5 separate regions of the Mus musculus genome follow, and all the other regions are linked to region 3. The links are chromatin contacts, called in public promoter capture Hi-C maps. All regions are on one chromosome and are shown on one strand. Each heading gives the region's core, a stretch centred on a gene start, on an enhancer-like site or on the middle of the called end of the contact. The rest is flanking DNA. Distances are from core to core; before and after follow the strand shown. Region 1 holds the start of Eif2ak4 (eukaryotic translation initiation factor 2 alpha kinase 4). Region 2 holds the start of Catsper2 (cation channel, sperm associated 2). Region 3 holds the start of Rtf1 (RTF1, Paf1/RNA polymerase II complex component). Region 4 holds the start of Adal (adenosine deaminase-like). Region 5 holds the start of Trp53bp1 (transformation related protein 53 binding protein 1).

Evidence for each region. Promoter capture Hi-C pulls out the DNA fragments that hold promoters and counts their contacts. Capture Hi-C pulls out chosen DNA fragments and counts their contacts.
Region 1: a contact with region 3 is called in a promoter capture Hi-C map of pre-B cells, with 3 times the contacts expected there. The contact joins the promoter of Eif2ak4 here to the promoter of Rtf1 in region 3. A contact is called at or near these places in 1 of 39 promoter capture datasets (pre-B cells) and 1 of 484 Hi-C or Micro-C datasets (B cells).
Region 2: a contact with region 3 is called in a promoter capture Hi-C map of liver, with 3 times the contacts expected there. The contact joins the promoter of Catsper2 here to the promoter of Rtf1 in region 3. A contact is called at or near these places in 2 of 39 promoter capture datasets (liver and pre-B cells), 1 of 484 Hi-C or Micro-C datasets (B cells) and 1 of 115 datasets of contacts at active chromatin or transcription factors (astrocytes).
Region 4: a contact with region 3 is called in a promoter capture Hi-C map of liver, with 4 times the contacts expected there. The contact joins the promoter of Adal here to the promoter of Rtf1 in region 3. A contact is called at or near these places in 1 of 39 promoter capture datasets (liver) and 1 of 9 other capture datasets (liver).
Region 5: a contact with region 3 is called in a promoter capture Hi-C map of liver, with 2.6 times the contacts expected there. The contact joins the promoter of Trp53bp1 here to the promoter of Rtf1 in region 3. A contact is called at or near these places in 2 of 39 promoter capture datasets (cranial neural crest and liver) and 1 of 115 datasets of contacts at active chromatin or transcription factors (astrocytes).

The regions. Positions count from the first base shown.
Region 1 is chr2:118,387,289-118,389,988 of GRCm38.p6, reverse strand. It overlaps Eif2ak4 (eukaryotic translation initiation factor 2 alpha kinase 4), which reads right to left and starts at 1,372. Exons shown (of 39, transcript NM_013719.3): 1 at 1,137-1,372. The coding sequence starts at 1,280.
Region 2 is chr2:121,412,527-121,415,226 of GRCm38.p6, reverse strand. It overlaps Catsper2 (cation channel, sperm associated 2), which reads left to right and starts at 1,435. Exons shown (of 13, transcript NM_153075.3): 1 at 1,435-1,811. Pdia3 (protein disulfide isomerase associated 3) reads right to left here and starts at 1,325. Exons shown (of 13, transcript NM_007952.2): 1 at 1,022-1,325. The coding sequence starts at 1,188.
Region 3 is chr2:119,673,666-119,676,365 of GRCm38.p6, reverse strand. Rtf1 (RTF1, Paf1/RNA polymerase II complex component) reads right to left here and starts at 1,298. Exons shown (of 18, transcript NM_030112.2): 1 at 1,086-1,298. The coding sequence starts at 1,298.
Region 4 is chr2:121,140,827-121,143,532 of GRCm38.p6, reverse strand. It overlaps Adal (adenosine deaminase-like), which reads right to left and starts at 1,440. Exons shown (of 10, transcript NM_029475.2): 1 at 1,230-1,440; 2 at 879-1,009; 3 at 324-384. The coding sequence starts at 1,289.
Region 5 is chr2:121,270,022-121,272,721 of GRCm38.p6, reverse strand. Trp53bp1 (transformation related protein 53 binding protein 1) reads left to right here and starts at 1,315. Exons shown (of 28, transcript NM_013735.4): 1 at 1,315-1,450; 2 at 2,014-2,198; 3 at 2,413-2,503. The coding sequence starts at 1,444.

The sequences.
Region 1 (2,700 bases), core at 123-2,622, 1.3 Mb after region 3:
ATTCTTAGGATTATCAGTATCATTACCTAAAAGTGGCTGATGGTTTTCCTTCCATTTTCCTGCACCTTGGGAACATAAAACTAAAAAAACTAAAAAAAAAAAAAAAAAAAAAAAAAGCCAGCTGGGTCTCCCTGAGTCCCCTGCACATTCTGTAACACTATTCTGGTGGCCTAGGCCCTACTTCCTGGTTCCCTGGAAACAGAGAAGTTGCCAGATGACCTGTAGGTTATCTTACTATTTACAAGAAGCATGTATAACTGTATGTAAAGTTACAAATAAGGCCTAAAAAAGTAAGCTTCCCGCCGGCAGCAGGGGTTTTGTGCATGTTTTACCCATGACTGTGTTCCTAGCGTCTAAATCATTAAATTAAAAAGTATATTGGTTTAGTGGGAGAATCTTGGCCCTGACAGCTTAAGTAAAGCCTTTTCCTAAAGAAATACTAGATATAGAGAAAAGACAGACATTGTGAGTTAAAGAAGTAAGGCAGATGGAGGAAAGAAGTACTTTCAAACTTCAGGAACATTTTAGTTCGGCAGATACACTATTCAAGGATAGGGAGAGACTGTCACTGCCCTCAGCTTAACTTCCACACAAAAAAGGAAAGTGATGTTTTAAATAGAACTCGGTAAACACTGCATTACAGCGACAATAAACATGTTCTATACCTATTCCTCAAAAGTCTCGGAGGAAGGTACAAAAAGTTCTTCCACACAGGAAACGGGATTTACACAGTGTGACCTGGGAGTTTGTTTGCTGAGAGCACAAGACCTGGACCCACGCCCCCTAAGCATCCCCAGCACAAAGTAGCAATGAGTGACTATGAATGTGCAGTCACAACCCACCTCGAGGCCTGGGGCGAGTCAGTGTGGGGAAGAATGGTTGGAAGGACGAAGGGTGGTTAGGGGACGTCAGTGGGAATAAGAAGCACAGCAGAGAGAGGAGCCCGACCGGGGAAAAAAGAGAATTCAGGCCAGGTGCTGCCTTCTCAAGACCAGTGGCGGCGCAGAGGCAGAAAGTGAGGGTAGTGGAACTGCAATATGAAAAGCCTTTAGGATCTAAGTGGTCGCCCCAGACTGGAGGCGTCTGGCTGGGTTCCTAGACTGGAGAACACCGGGCCAGACCAACCACGTTCCTACCCGTCCGCGCGCATCCGGCCGCAGATCCTGGAAGTCCGAGCCGTAAATGGCCTCCAGGGCCTGCAGCTCGTGGTCCTGTCGCTGCGAATAGCTCTCCTGTGGCTCAGCCCGGCCGCGTCCAGAGGCCCCGCGGCCCCCAGCCATGGCGGCCGGGGCAGGCGCAGCGGCCTAGGCGAGGTAGCGGTGATTCTGGGGTGGGTAGGGGAGCTCCAGCCCGCGCCGTGACCGAACTGAGGGCGGGGCCTCGAGTCGGAGTCGGGTCTGGGGGAGGGGCCTCGAGCTGATGACAGGTCTAGGGGGTGTGGCTCTGCTCTGGGGAGGCGCTTTAAAGACAGGATCTCCAGCGGGAGACGAACCTGGGGGCGGAGTCTCGAGCTGAAGACCGACCTAGGGGCGTGACTCTGAGCAGGTGAGAGGGCCTTGGGCGGAGCCTAGGCCAGGAGGCGGGTCTGAAGGCGGGGTTCTCCGCGGCTGACTCGTTTGGCCCACTCCGGAGAAGGCCAGTGGGCGGGGTTTTGCTCCAACTTCTCATGGCCCAAGACTTCTAATAAAACAAGAGTAGGGGAAAGCTTTGCCTTCTTCCTGAGGGGAGAAATTGAGTCAGGAATTGCCAACACACTTTGGAGAGCCAGTCTCTTAGGTCAAAGTGACAACACATATTAGTTTTCACAAAACAAGTATGTAGCAGAAACAGGCGCTGGAACTCCTTCACCCTGCCTGGCTAGAGAGAGGAAAATTTTAGAGCGCAGTCATGAGTTAAATCGTTTATCTTACCTGACCTTCCCAGAATGAGACTACTGGGAGGAAAAAACCGTAAACCCTGTTTCCCACATTCGTTACCCTTGAATCATTAATTAAATGTCTCATGCATGCTCTCTGGACTCTCTGAAATTCTCTCCTTGCATTTTCAAATCCCACAAAGAGAATTATCCGACCAGTTCATTTAATGTAAATTTGAGCATTCACATTCATGTAAAATGTTGCACCCTACTTTACATACTTAAGGGATGTATTTGTGTCCATATGAGTCAGGGTCTCCCTCTGCAGCATGGTCTGGCCTTGAATTCATAGTAATCTTCCTACTTTATCCTCTCAGCGCTAGGATCATGAGACTGTGCCACCATCCCTATTTGACCATATTTTTTTTTCACGCATATAAGTAACCTATCTATTCAGACATTGCTATTGCTTTGTTGTCTACCTGCTGTAGCTTAATTCAGAAAAAAAATGCACTATCATGCCTCGAGTTAGGTTAGGTGACATGTCTCTGTCAATCTTGTTTGCATCTATCTTGTTCACTTAGTAATGTTGACTTAGGCATCTCACCTTCAGACCACTCTGATCAGACAAGGTAACACAAAGGCCTTTTAGAAACCACCTCCTCCCTCCTTCAGCTGGAGACCTGTTCTGTTTCCAGGGACCCCTGCCTGGATACATGGCAGAACTCAACAAACAGTGAAGATATTTGTTGAGTGCTGCCTTTTTTTTTTTTTTTTCAGCTCTCACATTCAAACTGTCATCATGTCCTCAGTTTCCCCCTAAGCTGCAGCCCATTTTTACCACC
Region 2 (2,700 bases), core at 186-2,685, 1.7 Mb before region 3:
CAGGACTTTTGAGTGTGACCATCTAAGTCAGAGAAGCTAGAGATGTTAACAATCCCACTGGGTCAGAAGCAAAGGTAAGTTACAGTGTAACTATCACACTCTGTCTTACTGATACTTTTGAACAGGTTTGAATTAAGGGTCATTGTGCTAGGAGGGAAAAAATATTGACATCCTCTAAACTGTATGCCCTTGTAATAAATAATTGGTAAATTATCCTATCCACTACTCTAAGTGACAAAACTAGAAATCCTATTTGCTCTCCCTTCCCAAGCAAAGTTTTTATTTGGGGTCACACCCACTCGATAGAACTTACCCTTTTCTTAGGTTAAGCAGTGGTAACTTTCTTATCCAGAATGTTATCATTTTCTAGAATTATTTAATACTGAAATTATGATAGGTCCTAGTGAAATAATTCTTGTTGGTTTACTCTTTTAATAAGAGGCCTCTGCAGCTTAATGTAAAATAGTGTAAGCCATGCCATGAACCAACTAATGGCCTGTCTCAAGAAAGCACTTAGGATCTTTCTGCAGCTACAGAGTGACCTTGGTTAGAAACCAATGGCTCTAATGGGGTGGAGACAAAAAGAGAAAAAAAAAAAACCCCAGAACCTCACCACTTAAAAGAGGACCTCTGCCTCCTCTCTGAAGGCTTTGGGATGCCAGCCTTGTCTGCAGACCTGGGGACACATACACTGACTCACCTAGATACTGAAAGATAGACCGGAGGGGGAGGGGATGGGAGAACCCTCCACATAGGAAGTGCTGCAAGAACGCGGAGGTAAGGACGTGGCCCTACCCTGGAGTTTAGGCTTTCTGCTTTCCGGATCTGCCCCCGTCCCCACCCTACCTCGTCCTCACCCCACCCCCCACCCCGGGCGGAGCGCCTCCCGGTTCCCCACCGACTGGCAATGAGGCAGCCGCAGCCAGGCCTGCTAGATAGTGGAGGGCGCCCGCGCTGCGTAGGCCCAACCGCTCCCGCGCCCAGCCGGTCCTCCGGCCCTGATCCCGCAAAGTGGCCTCACCAGGGGGCGAAGAACTCGACTAGCATGAGCCCCGCCGAGCCCGTGTCGGAGACGCGACTCTCGAAGTTTTCGTCCGTCAGTTCCAACACATCGGAGGCGGCGGCGAGACGGGCCGAGGCGAGCAGCAGCGCCACGCCCGGGAGCAGAGCTAGGCAGCTGAAGCGCATGGCGGCGGGTCGCGGTCGGAGGGCCGGGACCGGAGAAATGAGATGGGAGAGCCCGCAATCTGCAGCCGCTTGCCTGCGCTCGCGCGTCTGGCCCGGGCAGACCCGCTGCCGAGGTCCCAACCCCCTAGGCCTGCTCGGGGCCCGCAGTGTGGCAGCCGCCGATTGGCTGCGTCACGCAGCGTCGGGCGGGCGGAACAGCTGGTAACTGCCGATTGGCGGGCGCGCGGGGCGAGGCGGGGCGGACGCTTAGGCGAACGCCCGCCGGTCTGGCTGTGGCGGAGGCCTGGACGGGGGGTCGGTGGGAAGTAGGGGGCTCAGCGAAGCCGGAGCGGCCCTGAGCGCCACCCGCTGGGGAGGAGTGAAGCTCTGGGCGCCGGCGCGGAAGGCGGAGGGGTGAAGTCAGGGCTGAGTGGGCGGAAGTGAGGCCCGCGAAAGGGCTGGAGGGGAGCTTGAGCTGTCTGTCCGGCTCCCTCCCTCCGGGGCATTGGGGCGCGCACGCACTTGAGCGCACCGCGACACGTTTTCCAAATGTCAGGCTGTTGCTTTGTCCAATTATAGGGCGTAGTAAGTCTACATCCTGCCGCTGCCCTACCTCGTATCCTGCTTTGTCAGGTCCACGTGAGGTCTGTATTCTTTGTCCAGCCTTAGGCCTCTGCCCTCCCTGCCTGCTGCTCCCCCCCCCCCCATTGTTGTTTGTTGGTTTGTTTGAGAGGGTGGGTAGCTGAGGATTGAGCCCAGAACCTTGCACATTGCTGGGCAAGTGATCCAACACTGGATTACATCCCTAGTCCTCTTTTGACTTTTTGAGTCATGTTCACACCAAGGTGTCCAGGCTGGCCTTGACTTCATACTGTAATCCGCGAAGGTCTAGAACTTTCCATCCTCTGGCCTCAGCCTCTCGAGTGGCTGAGACTGATAGTGTGCACTACGTACTAATAGGCACAGGCTCAGCTTTCACCTTTTTTTTTTTTTTTTTTTTTTTTTGAGGCAAGGAGGATTGGCTGCCCTGGAACTCACTATATAGACCAGGCAAATGTGGAACTCAACAGAGATCCACCATCCTCTTGAGACTGGAATATCTGTCTACACTGCCTGCCTTTTAAACTGATTTTTGTTTGTTTTTCAAGATAGTTTCTCTGTGTAGCCCTGGCTGTCCTTCACTAGGCTGTCTTTGAGCTCTGAGATTTGCCTGCCTCTATCTCCAGAGCGCTGGGATCCAAGCCATGGGCCACCTGCCTAACATTTAAGCCTAATTTTCAAAAAGAAGTGTTTAATTACAAATGCTGTCAGAAAGTGAAAATAACCCGAATATTTAGTTAGCTGTGAAGATATTTCTTATGACTTTTGTTTTTGTTTTTTTTTTGTTGTTGTTGTTGTTTTTGGCTTTTCGAGACAGGGTTTCTCTGTGCAGCCCTGGCTGTCCTGGAACTCACTTTATAGACCAGCCTGGCCTCTAACTCAGAAATCCGCCTGCCTCTGCCTCCCAAGTGCTGGGATTAAAGGCGTGCACCA
Region 3 (2,700 bases), core at 49-2,548:
CTTTTATACAAATACTTTGTAGTTTATACCAACATTTTTTATTATAAACATTTGTTTTATGCAACTGTCCAATTCAATACATGAGGCTGATATTATATGTCCATTTTACAGTGGAAACCAAAGGTAAATGGCTAGAAAGAAATTAGGAATCAGAATTACAGATTCTGAGTTTAGTACTCAATCTACTCCATTTATAAAGCTTCCTACCCTTCCTTTATGTCATTTACTCATGAAACATGGAGGAAATCATCTCCTGATACCATCAGAGTACTACTACACAAACAGCTTCCTCCCTGCAGTGTTTTTTTAAAGTACAGAAGCAATGCCGGGTACTCCAAGACGCTAAAGCCACAAGTTACTTTCAGTACTTCTCAGATCTTCAAGTGAAAAAGAATTCTATGCTGCTGCATAAAAGAGGCTGAGCGCTTGGAACACAGTCTCTCTCTGCTGCCCTACAATTCAAACTTCCAGTTATCTGCCCTCTCTCCTCCTCCAAAGAGTTTTTTGTCAGACATCCCAACGAGAACCCATTTCGACCGTAAATGATCATAGTCTCCCCCCCACCCCAAGCACCACGAAAGCTCTTCGGGACATGTATGGGTGTCTCTCCTATGTCCACATGCCTGGTCTGAAAAACTTCACCTTCCAGAGTCCACACCTTCTAGACAAATTTTCCCTCCCACCGCCCCATGCTCACCCTTGCACCTCCTCCAAAATCTCTCAGCCATTGGGGTTGGCGGGCGATACTTCCTATCTCGCCCAGCCCGAATCTCCCTGCCTGCAGTCATGACGTCCCGATCCGGCCCAAGCAGACAGCGGCCCCCTTCAGTACCCCAAACCCCGAGGCCCATCAGCCCAATTCCCTGCCCCGCCTCCCGGCCCAAGGCGCCAAGTCCTCGGGGCTCTGTCTCCAGGCCTGGCCCGGGCTCCAAGGGCCTAAGATTCAGCGGGGAGACAGGAAGGGACTACAGTAGCGGGACGGACACCAGGCTGGCCGGGCGCTCGGGCCGGGCGACTCCCAGCTCCCGTGGCCAGGACTGAGCCCTCCCGCTCTGCCGGCCCGCGCCTCCGCGGCCTGCCCTCACCTGATCCAGGTTCTCGTCACTGCCGCTGTCTTCCGTATCCGAGTCGATCACGACACGGCCTTTCCGCTTCTTTACCATGGTGGTCCCCCGGCTTCCACGCCGGACGCCGCCCTGACTCCCCTCTTGCCCGCCTGCCAGTGGGACCGCCACTGCCGCCGCCGCCACCGCCGCCGCCACCGCCGCCGCTCGACCCACACAAAGGCGACCGCGCATGCGCGCTCCGCTCCGCCCCTAGCCCCGCCCCCCGCCTGGCGCACGCCGTTCGCCGGCGCCTGGCGCCCCGCCCCGCCCCACCTCCGACGCAGCGCGAGGGGCGGAGCCACGCGCCCGAGGGTTCCGGACCAACGCTCCCTGATCTAGCTGTCCGGAAGCTTCTGCAGTGTTGGAGTTGTAGGCTGCCCAGGAGTTCCCTACTTGAAGCGAATTTGAGCCTCCGGACCAGGGTCCACTCTGAGGAAACTCATCCATCTCCAGCCCTGGAATGCGGCCTCAGGGACCACCCGCATAGTCGACAGCCCCTGGAAATTGCTGAGAGCTTGGGTGGAGGAGCCAGAGTCCGCCTGCCTGGGCTGTTATTAGTGACAGCCTAAATGCGACCCAAAAACTAGGGAAGACTATTCCAGCGATAATCGGAGAACTCAGATTCATTGTAGGGAAGGACCAGGTGTCGGGGTGTGGGATGAGCAGAGAGGTGGCCCGGGAAGAAAGCAGTAATTTAATGAGCTATGCTAAGTAGTTTCAAACTCGCTTGAGTGTCCTGGGTCTTTGGTAAGGAACGACAGTGACTTCAACACTGGAAGAGAATGAGAATAGAGAAATAGATGGGTTCTGAATTATTTGCTAGTTGGGGCGCAGAGGAGGCAGAGGTTTCAGATTCTGATTTAGGAAGATGAGTGTGAGCTTTGTCAAGAAAATATGACAGAGGTTTGGAAGGGAAGAGGGCTGTATAGGAAATGTTTTATGTCGTTGAATTTGAAGTCATCTGACAAAAAGGTCAACGCTGGGAATGCATTTTTATATATTATTTATGTGCAGCAGGGTTTATATTAGGGAGTATTAACAGTTACAATTTGAAGTTGTTCTCAAGTCTTAGAACGCACTGGTTCACTCATTCTGATAGACAACTTTAGAATTCAAATCTTTCTCGACTAAGTTGATGAGGTCTTGCTTTCTTACTATCCCACTTTGACTCTCTAAGTTATTTTTCTCAGCTCAACTACAGTACACATCACATCCCTTGCCAGGTGTGGTAATTATAAACCCATATTTTTAGATACTTGGAAGGTTAAGACAGGAAGAACATAAGGAACACAAGTTCAAGGCCTGCCTAAGTCTGCATAATGAGTCCAAGGCTAAGACCCTGTCTTAGTCGATCAATCAATATATAAATAAATACCAGGCAATGGTGGCCCATGCCTTTAATCTCAGGACTTGAAAGGCAGAGGTGGGCAGATCTCTGCATTCCAGGCCAGCCTGTCTACAAATCAAGTTTCAGAACAGCAAGAGCTGTTGTACGTAGAAATCCTGTCTTGAAATGCAAGAGGAGGAAGAAGAAGGTGAAGGAGGAGGAGGAATAAGAAGAAATAAAGTATTGGATATAGCTCAGTAGTAGTGC
Region 4 (2,706 bases), core at 191-2,690, 1.5 Mb before region 3:
TCCCCGTTCAATACAATGCTGACCTTGGTTCTTCTCTCACTCCCTTCCTTTCCCTTCCACCCGCTTCCTCTTTTTTTAAGACAACAACAGACTTTACATTAGCTCTTAGGCCAATGTCTTACACTGACTTTTCAAAGAGTTGTCATGAAAAAAAATCTGTAAATTAATAGAAAAAGAAAGGAAAAAATAAAGAGGGGGAAGGAAGTGGGGGGAAAGAGCAAGCATCTCCATCAGAGCGTGGATGAAAGCCAAAGGACATGCGCAAGGTGAGCTGTGCACTGCTGTGGAAAGTCACGCCATTTTAACCTGCCTCTGTGTCTCACCATCAGGATGTCCTCAGCACTAGTAGTAAGCTGATGTATAACTTGGAACATCTGGAAACATCTACAAATGAAAAAAAAAATGTCTTAACACACTTCCCTCATCAAAACCTGTTACTCAAGAAAAACCCTCAGAATGGAATTAATTAGTAAATTTGAGGTTAATAGTAAGTATATATTTAAATTTACAAAGAACTATAGGATACACCTTTTTTCAAAATTACATTGATCTAGAAAGACAATTTAATAGCTAAAATAAGATATTACTTATTTATATTGAAAAGTATGAAACAGCCATTCCTATTCTTTAATCCTGCCAGGACTAGCAAATAGAGAAAAATCAATCTGTCTTTATTTTCAAATCTAAGGAACAACTCAATATGACAAACAATATAAATCATTAAACATACTGTCAGTCTGACAGTTGGAAAAGCACTGTGAGTTAGGTTATATATTTTATGCCAGATGTCTACCCTATCTAAGTATTAAAATCTGATTCTTATATATTATAATCCCAAAATACAGCCACAAAAAATTCCCACAACCTCCCAAACTCACTCTTGTAAAGTCCTTTTCTTCCCCTTGTCAATCATGGTCATGTGACCATGAACGTTAAGATGTGGCTTCTTGGCTATCAGTTTCTTCATGGTACTGGAACTAATGGAGCCATTCAAGTGGGCATGGAGCTCCTAACACAAGAGGACAATCAGTTCACAAGAGTCCACGAGATCCAGAGCCCCATACATCAGGCCCTGGTGGCCTGGTTCCTAGTTGTAGTTTATACTAGGCCAGCTACTTGGTTCAGCTATACCCACTCTACAATTTCTACCCATAAGCTTTACTTCTCTTTTGTGGAAAACAATACAAAAGCCATTATACAGTAACAAGAACTCTGTAGTTAATTCTTACCACTTTTGGTAATTGCAGATAAAAGTCTGTCTTCCCAGGCCACTGCTGTCCGGCCTCCATCACTTCAGTAGAAGGAAAAGTTTCTCTTTGCTCTTATTCTCGGCTTGGACGATAAACTTATCAAAGTGGGAATCTCTGAGGTGCTGGACTTCCTTCAGATTGCCATTTTAAACAAGACTTGCACTATGTGTGGCTCTGGGATCACTTTCACCTACAATAACAAATGTAACTATTTTCAGATCTAACATGCAAACAGAAACACAGTCACTGCTGATATCTTCTTTTTACACCTCCCAAGCCCCCTCAACCCCCTGCTCCCACTAACTTAAGTTAAGCAAAGCTAACTTAGGTGTGTCTGCAATGGGGAAATGACTAGTAAAAAAAAAAAAGAACAAGAAAAAAAAAAACACCCGAAAACTAAAAATCCAGCGTTCGTCTGTCCCTTTAACTCTGGGCTCCTTTAATCTACTGCGTAGGTCAGGTTAGCTTACACATGTAGCACGAATTTGCTTTTACAAGAAAACATGTTATTTCATATTTACGTCGCACAAACACTTTCCTTAAATGGGTTGGGTCTGTCAGGCGAAAATCCTGTCTCTGGATGGAGGGTAGTATTTGCTGCCTCCTGTCTCTGATCCTTCTGGTCGACTAGATGCCTTTATTAACATATCTTGCACGCACTGAATCATTCTGCCACACAATCTGCTCTTCTAAGACCACTAACGAGTTCCTAACCCTAAAACATTTTCCAATAACCAAATCTTCATAGAAAATTTTTCTTGATCCAGTTGGACTCCAGAACTCATACTCTCAGCCGTTACATACTACTGCTCTGAGTTAACCATTCTTCAAGTCTTTCTATTTCCTTTCCTAATCCAAGCAGACACTAAATTAGTAAATGATGAAGTTTCTACGCATCTCTGGGAGTGCTTTCTTACTGGTATCTCCTAAGCATCAAATGTAGAAACTTTAAAAGTCCAACCTGGGTTGCTTCCTTTAAACAACAACGCCACAGGGAATAATCACATCTCTTCTATAGCGATTTTCAGCAGACATACTCAATACCACATACGAATCACAGAATCTTGGAAGTGGAGGGGAGTGTCATTTTTACATGCTGAATACTTACTCACTGTAGACCTAGCACAGAATTTAGACTACATGAGAATAAACAGCACGTACAGGGGCAGTGGGTTAATAATAATCAGTAATTATCCGTAAAGGTCTCTTTCTTCACTTTCCATATGGCCTAATTTAAGATCTAAATGAGTTCTCCCTCGCAACGAGAACACTCAATAAAGGAGCAACTGTTACTTTTGTGCAAGGACCAATCTACTCTGGATTGCTTAAGATCCGAGGTGCTGGTCCTCTTTTGCCGGACCAAACCGGTATCAGGTCGTCAGCCTCCGATTCACCTAAAAATGTTCTCAAATAAGAGGATCTACACAAGTTTTTTTTTTCCCTGCAGAAAATGCCT
Region 5 (2,700 bases), core at 66-2,565, 1.6 Mb before region 3:
TGATGTCTAGTACTCAGTAGAGAAACTCAGGAGTCAATCATGAATGATTTTAGGATTAAGAGGTAAGATGTGTCTCTGTGATTTGGGTCATTTTTGCTCTACTTGTAAAACATTCTAGGATTGGAATTTTAGTTATAACAATAGATCCTAAAATTTTCAGAGCGATTTCGTTTAAGCTGATCCTTTTGTTCCCACAAGTAATGCGTATGAAGACAACATGCTTTGATTTTTGGGTTAGGAGAATATGATCACTGTAATTTATAGCAGCAGAGAGGAGATTGGCTGGTAGGATGCTCCTCTCTAAGCTTGGCTTATTTCAAGTGCTAAACTGGGCATTTATAGAAGTTGAGAATCATGTATGGGCTGTGCCTAAATAATTCTGAGTCTGGAGTAGAGAAAACCGCCTCCATTTTAATGCCTTCTATGTATATTCTTGGCACTGTGCTAGGTGCTTTCCCTCCTGACAGCTGCTTGGTTAGAATTCTAGCCCAGATCCAACGGCTCTTTAAATTAAAATGACAGTGAAACCACATATGTATCTTGAGCTCAGTTCATTAATAGTTGTCACAGCTGCCACACCCTTTATAAGACCCTGACACCATGATTAGGATAATTAAATCTCTGGGCCTGGATCCTTTAGGTCATTGAGTTAGTAGGGGTGACAGCTGTTCTCTTTGCTTCTAGTTTGAGGATTACAATGCTCAGTTCGTTCAATGGGAGGTGCAAAGCGTCTGGGGCTGCTGCAATTCCCTAAAAGAAAGGGCAGAGAGAGACAAATAGGGAAGCTTGAAAGGGAGTGGGAACACGAAGACAATATAAAACAACAAAATCAAAACTGCCAGAGACATAGAGTGGGAAAACGGAAGCCTTTAAATTCAGGCAGAGGTCTACAAATGGGATCCTGATCGACACTGGCAAACCCCACAGAGGCTTCTCTTCCATTTCACCATTTCAGAAGTACTAGCTCTCCTCAATTCTCCTCCTCTTTGCCCTTTCTTTGAAAATCCAGGAGACTCTCCTTTTCCACGGAAGTCAGTGAAGGGGCCGAAGCCCTCAAGTGTGAGTAGTGAGTACCCCCGTCCTTCAGGCAGGGGTTTTTATTTCATGCCCTCTTAATGTCCCTTCGGTTCAAGGATACTGTCATGCTGGCTGTATTAGGGGGAGGGCCTGCGACGTCCATGCTACCATGGAAACACGCCGCCGTGTTCCTTTTCTTACGCTGGGGGCGGGCACTTCACCTCAGCCACCTATCATCCATAGGATTTCCTGAGTGGCAGACAACAGCAGCGAATGGGCGATCCGATATTGCGTGACGTGACGGGAAAAGGGGGAGCTCGCGGCCAGTGGCGGCGGTGGCGACAGTGGCGACCTGGGGATCGACCTGGAGGGGCCTGGGCAGCGTGCAGAAACCTCTAGATCCAGCGCGAGGCACCTCTCGCCGGGATGCCAGGTAGTGCTGCGAGCGGAGCCGAGCTAGCGGGCCGCAGAGGCCCGGGTGGCGGGCTTGAAGGGCTGGCCGCCTGGAGGGGGCGGGGTGGCAAGCATGGCGGCGGTGACGGGGACGGGGTTGGAGGGCCGGGGAGGGGGTGGGGAGGCAGCCGCCGCGGTGGTCCTGAGGCCGCATGAGGGCCGTGGGCTTCCCGCCCGCCGGGGTTGCGAAGAGGTCTTCCCGGGGCTCAGTGGCGTCAGAACGCGGGGAGAGTTGTGTGGGGGATGGAAAGGGGCGGGGAGAAGAGGTGAGGAAGGAAGCGTGTCTGAGGGAAGGTGAAGAGAAAGGAGGGAGGGAGGGGGAGATCGAAGGATCCAGAGGCGCGGTGGTAAATAACGGAGAAATGAGGGCTGGGGAGATGGCTGAGAAAGTGCTAAGAGCGATTGCAAATGTGGGCTACTGGGTAGCCCTAGAATGGTCCCTTTCTCGATCTCACACTTCCGCCCCTTTATTTAGTCTCAGATTGTGTGTGGAAAGCTCAATAGGGTTACTCTTCGAACTGATCTTTTGTTATTCCATTCCAGGGGAGCAGATGGACCCTACTGGAAGTCAATTGGATTCAGATTTCTCTCAGCAAGACACTCCTTGCCTGATAATAGAAGATTCTCAGCCTGAAAGCCAGGTTCTGGAAGAAGATGCAGGCTCTCACTTCAGCGTGCTATCTCGACACCTTCCTAATCTGCAGATGCACAAAGAGAACCCCGTGTTGGTGAGTGAGTGATGATGCCCTGTTCAAGTTATTATTTTTTTCTGACCCCCCTACACCAAACTAACCCAGAAAATTAACGTGTTTAGTTGATTGTTAGCTTTTGGATAAAGTTGGTGGGGAACGAAAAATGAAATCAACGTGTTCTCACCCACAGAAAGGTCCCTGTTGTACTACTTTGTGTACTGTGAGGATCTTATGTGCTCATGTTTTCTAGGATATTGTATCAAATCCGGAACAATCTGCTGTAGAACAAGGAGACAGTAATAGCTCATTCAATGAACATCTGAAAGAAAAGAAAGCTTCAGGTGAGCAGTTGAAGGCTTGGCTCTCTGCAGTGTTTAAGGTCCTGTGGGGGCAGAACGATTTAAACATGCAGTTGAGATTATGTGTAAGGAAGCCTAGTTTGTTATCTAGTGTTCAGTAAGCCTTTGGATACCCGTGATTAGTTTGGTGTTGCCTCCATTTCTCAATTTGTATTAAAATTTGATGGCAAATGTCTTCT